Linked DNA regions of Macaca mulatta: region 1 is linked to region 2. The links are chromatin contacts, called in public Hi-C maps. All regions are on one chromosome and are shown on one strand. Each heading gives the region's core, a stretch centred on a gene start, on an enhancer-like site or on the middle of the called end of the contact. The rest is flanking DNA. Distances are from core to core; before and after follow the strand shown. Region 1 holds the start of SURF6 (surfeit 6). Region 2 holds the start of REXO4 (REX4 homolog, 3'-5' exonuclease).

The links. Hi-C and Micro-C count contacts between places; a contact is called where the count stands out from the background.
Region 1: a contact with region 2 is called in a Hi-C map of liver, with 2.7 times the contacts expected there. The contact joins the promoter of SURF6 here to the promoter of REXO4 in region 2. A contact is called at or near these places in 2 of 14 Hi-C or Micro-C datasets (blood and liver).

What each region holds. Positions count from the first base shown.
Region 1 is chr15:9,189,627-9,192,326 of T2T-MMU8v2.0, reverse strand. SURF6 (surfeit 6) reads right to left here and starts at 1,427. Exons shown (of 5, transcript NM_001194177.2): 1 at 1,256-1,427. The coding sequence starts at 1,349. It overlaps LOC144334990 (a long non-coding RNA gene), which reads right to left. Exons shown (of 3, transcript XR_013405335.1): 3 at 2,260-2,399.
Region 2 is chr15:9,104,547-9,107,246 of T2T-MMU8v2.0, reverse strand. It overlaps REXO4 (REX4 homolog, 3'-5' exonuclease), which reads right to left and starts at 1,326. Exons shown (of 8, transcript XM_077967246.1): 1 at 965-1,326. ADAMTS13 (ADAM metallopeptidase with thrombospondin type 1 motif 13) reads left to right here and starts at 1,375. Exons shown (of 30, transcript XM_077967214.1): 1 at 1,375-1,588.

The DNA of each region.
Region 1 (2,700 bases), core at 178-2,677, 85 kb before region 2:
ATCATGCACAAAGACCAGGCTTCAAGGACGTTCATCATATTATTTGAGTGAAAAATTAGAAAAACCTGAATATCCACCTCTACTAACAATTTCTGACCCTGCTTCACAATAAGCTACCATGTTGCCATCAAACACAATGACAAGGGCTTTCATTTTAGCTGCTGGGGGTAAGGTTTACTTTTTTTTTTTTTTTTTTTTTTTGAGACAGAGTCTCGCTGTGTTGCCCAGGCTGGAGTGCAATGGCATGATCTCTCCTCACTGCAAACTCCACCTCCCGGGTTCAAGCGATTCTCTTGCCTCAGCCTCCTGAGTAGCTGGGATTACAGGCGTCCACCACTGTGCCCGGCTAATTTTTGTATTTTTAGTAGAGACGGGGTTTCACCATGTTGGCCAGGATGGTCTCGATCTCCTGACCTTGTGATCCGCCTGCCTCGGCCTCCCAAAGTTCTGGGATTACAGGCGTGAGGCCCCATGCCAGGACAATGTTTACTTTTTAAATGGGAGAAATCAGTATGTAAAGTAGGAGCTGAATTGTTTTAATAAATGGAAACAAAAAAAAAACTTGAAAAAGGATGAGAAAGACAGACGGAAGACATACTGAGTAATGAGAAAAGTCACAAGATTTTGGATTTGCTATCACCGATATACCGTCCTTGAATAAAAAGGAAACCCTGTTTAACCTCTGGTGGGTCCAGAGACGCTGCTGCTCTCCTCTCCTCCTGGGCCCAGACAGCACTGACAAGTCCCCGCTGTCGGCTTCCCCGCCCGATTGTCTACTTCCCTTGTGCAGCCTGGTCACCAGGCCATGAGAACCCTAAGGGCAGGAGCCCTCTGCCATCCTCCTCCTCCCCACACCGCACCATGTCCGTAATGAAGGGACTGAAAGGGTCTTTTCCCACTGACTGACCGTTACTCCTGTCTCTACTAAACCCCCTCTCTACTAAAAATACAAAAATTAGCTGGGCGTGGTGACGCGCGCCTGTAATCCCGGCTACTCTGGAGGCTGAGACAGGAGAATCTCTTGAATCCGGGAGGCGGAGCTTGCAGTGAGGCGAGATCTCATCACTGCACTCCAGCCTGGGGGACAGAGCGAGACTCTGTCTCCAAAAAAAAAAAAAAAAAGCAAGGGAAACGGCGGTAATTTCACAAGTCACTTAGATTTTTTTTTCCAGTACTTTACGGACTCGTCTACACCGGCTCCGGCCGCCTCCCCGTTTCGCAGGCCCCTCAGTCCCAGCCCGGCCATGTGCGTTACCCCGCGTGCGCGCCTGCTGCTCCGGGCCCGAATGGGAGCAGATCTTCTTGGCCAGGCTCTGCAGGTAGGCGTCCTTGGCAAGTAGAGAGGCCATGGCGGAGACCCGAGCCGTTCACAACTCACACCTTCCCGGCTGCGCGTGCGACTCTCACCACGTCCGCCGGAAACCACCACACGGGCAGGCGCCGCCAGACGAGCGCCGAGCCGCCAGCCCGAGCGCTCGATTAGTCAGGCCTGACTCCGCCGGAAGCGGCGCGCGGGGCGGAGAGCACAGTATTGTGGGCCGAGGGCAGCCAATCTCCGCCGGGAGTGGGTGCAGCCGGGGACCCCGAGGCCGGGCCTCAGCGCCTCCATCACCCGGGTCCCGCACGTGTCCCTGCGCTCCCCTCACCCCTACACCCGGCGCAGCAGGCCCTCCTGAGTAGGGGCGAAATGAGTGAATGACCAGCAGTACATTCATTCAGTCCTTTGGAGTGGGGGGCCTCCGGTCTCAGGCGGACGCAGACTGAGCGCCTGGCACGTGGCAGGCCCTAGGTTCAGTCCTAGGGGACACAAGCAGTGTGTCACACACACAGATGTGCTCTTGGCTAGTGTCTGCCGTAGAGGTGGCTGATAAACCTGGCAAGCGTGTGACTGTCAGGTGAGGGCAGCGCCAAAGAAAGCCCCAGGGGAAAAGGGAGAAGTGTTGGGCGGGAGGGAGCCGGCGTGTTCAAGGAAGAGCCCCTGCGCAGTGACTTTTGCTCTGAAAAATAGACTTACACACTACGATCTTCCCTCCGCCCCGGGAAAGGAGTCTCGCTCTATTGCCCAGGCTGGAGTGAAGTGGCGAGATCTAGGCTCACTGCAACCTCCGCCTCCCGGGTTCACGCCATTCTCCTGCCTCCGCCTCCCGAGTAGCAGGCGCCCGCCACCACGCCCGGGTAATTTTTTGTATTTTTTAGTAGAGACGGAGTTTTACCGTGTTAGTCAGGATGGTCTCGATCTCCTGACCTCGTGATCCGCCCGCCTCGGCATCCCAAAGTGCTGGGATTACAGGCGTGAGCCACCGCGCCCGGCCTAATTTTTGTATTTTTAGTAGAGACGGGGTTTCACCATATTGGCCAGGCTGGTCTGGAACTCCTGACCTCAGGTGATCCACCCACCTCTGCCTCCCATAGTGCTGGGATTGCAGGCATGAGCCACTGTGCCCGGCCCACACTACGATATTTAACACAAGATGTGGCCTTTATAATAACTCACTAGGGGCAGGAGAAAGGAGAGGTCATGGTCTGAGGCTTGGGACCACCACACCCCAGTTCCTGCACTGGAAAATTACAGGCTCGTTAAGGACCCAGAGCCCCTTCCAGGGCCACCCTGTTGGTCGAGAAGGGAGAACTTGAGTCTTAAATTACAATTTGAAAACGTGGCTGCTAATATATATATATTAGAAACAGTAAGAACTGTTG
Region 2 (2,700 bases), core at 77-2,576:
CAGACCAGTGCGTTCTTTTGTTGTTGTTGTTTGAGATGGAGTCTCGCTCTGTCGCCCAGGCTGGAGTGCTGTGGCACATTCTCCGCTCACTGCACCTCTGCCTCCCGGGTTCAAGTGATTCTCCTGTCTCAGCCTCCCTAGTAGCTGGGACTACAGGTGCGCGCCACCACGCCCAGCTAATTTTTTTGTATTTCTAGTAGAGACAGGGTTTCACCATGTTGGCCAGGCTGGTCTCGAACTCCTGACCTCAGGTGATCCGCCCCCACCTCGGCCTCCCAAAGTGCTGGGATTACAGGCGTGAGCTGCCGGGCCCAGCCACCAGTGTGTTCTTTTCACTGTCCTTGGGTGGTTCATCTGGTTTCGGGATTTTTTTTTTTTTTTTTGAGACGGAGTTTCACTCTGTTGCCCAGGCTGGAGTGCAGTGACACGATCTCGGCTTACTAGAGCCTCTGCCTCCCGGGTTCAAGCGATTCTTCTGCCTCAGCCTCCCTGAGTAGCTGCGCTGGCGCGCGCCATCACACCAAGCTAATATTTTTTGTATTTGTTTAGTAGACATGGGTTTTCACCATGTTGGCCGGGCTGGTCTCGAACTCTTGACCTCGGGGGATCCGCCCGCCTCGGCCTTCCAAAGTGCTGGGATTACAGGCGTGAGGCCCCGCGCCCGGGCTGCCTTCGGGATTTTAAGCTAAATTTCTCTTTGTAAAACCTATTCCAGTTAGTTCATTATGCAAAAGGTACAAAGGTTTATCTCTGCTTTTTTGTACTTGAAATAATTCATCAATTTTATGCAAACAAGTTCGAGACCTTCCTCAACAGGCCACCTTTCTTGTGAAAAGATGTTTACAAGATTTCAATTCAAATCTGCCTTTACAGGTCCTTTTTGGGGCTACCCAAGTCTTTCCCTCCGTCGCGTTCTGCGGGAATGAGCTGCGCAGCGCTCCGCCCGGGCCCGCTCAAGCCTCACCTCTTGCAGCGCCTTCCAGTTTTGAGAAAAGTCTTCTGGTGCCTTTGGAGGTCGCACCACAACACCGGGGCCGCTTCCTGGCTTCTTGCTTACTTCCTGCGCCTTGCTTTTCCAAAACCTTTTTTTCTTCTTGTTTTTCTTCCGAGTGAGCGTCTTGACAGGACCCGGCTTAGCCACCGGGCTACTCGGGGCGCCCTTGGAGGCGGGGACCTTCGCCTTCACCATCCTGCTGCGGTCCAGCGCCTGGGCCGGCGGCCACCCGAGACCCTGGCCTCCCCGGGCCCGGCGCCGCGGCAGCACAAGGGCCTGCCCAGGCCAGGCCGAAACACACTCACCGCAGCAACCTGGCCCAGGAAAAGGCTCCGGAAGAGACCCCGCATGCGTCCAGCGTGCCTCAGTGCGCACGCTCCAGTTCCCGGAAGTGCTCGTCTCTCCGCAAACGGCTGGAAACCCGGCCCCCGCCTCTGGTTCCGCGCAGCCTGGGCGGTTCGCCCGCACCGGACTTGGGCCGCAGTCTTAGCCAGCGGCATCCGGGGTCATCGACCTCGAGTTTGAATGGGCAAGCCGAGGACCTCCCCAAGATCCGGGATGGGGATAAGAGAGGCGGACGCCACAAGGGAACTGGTGGGCCGCCGTGTGTGTAGCACCGGGTGGGGCAGCAGCGCGTGGGGGCACTGGGCGGTCGGGCTAGTGAGAGCCGGGCTTGGTCCCTGGACTGCGTCCTGGACTCTCGGGCCTTTCCCGCCTTGGGCTGCTCCACGCTTAGCCTCACAGCGGCTCATCTTCTATATACAGTGGGGAAACTGAGGCCCAGGCACGGGGAGGAGTTCCCGCCAGTTTACTGTGAAGCAGGAGGAGCCGCAGACAAGAAACCCTCAGACACTGAATTGTAGAAGGAAAGGGCTTTATTTAGCTGGGAGCATCTGCAAACTCAGGTCTCCAAAAACCGAGCTCCCGGAGTGTGCAATTCCTGTCCCTTTTAAGGGCTTACAACTCTAAGGGGGTCCGTGTGAGAGGGTCGTGATGATTGAGCAAGCAGGGGGCACGTGCCTCGGGGCTGCCTGCACCGGTAATCAGAAAGCAACAGAACAGAACAGGGATTTTCACAATGCTTTTCCATACGTCTGAAATCTATAGATAACATAACCAGTTAGGTCAGGGGTCGATCTTTAACCAGGCCCAGGGCGCAGCGCCAGGCTGTCTGCCTGTGGATTTTATTTCTACCTTTTAGTTTTTACTTCTTTCTTTGGAAGCAGAAATTGGGCATAAGACAATATGAGGGGTGGTCTCCTCCCTTAACCTCTGTCTCCTGGGTTCAAGTGATTCCCCTGCCTCAGCCTCCTGAGTAGCTGGGATTACAGGTGCACGCTACCATGCACTGCTCATTTTTGTATTTTTAGTAGACCTGGGGTTTCGCCATGTTGGCCAGGCTGTCTCAAACTCCTGACCTCAAGTGATCCATCTGCCTTGGCCTCCCAAAGTGCTAGTATTACAGGTGTGAGCCACTGTGCTCAGCTGGGAGTGGATAGATTTGATGTGCATGTGTAACAGGCAAAGGTTGATGGAGTAACAGGGAAGTGAGGCTCCTAGGATTTTGGTCTGAGCAACTGGGTGTGGCCATTTATCATCTCAATAAATGTCTGCGGGAGGCAGGGTGAAGTATGGGAGTGGAGCCATGAGCTCCTTTTCACACTTGCTGAGTTTGAATGGGCAGTCACCAACAGAGATGTCTAATC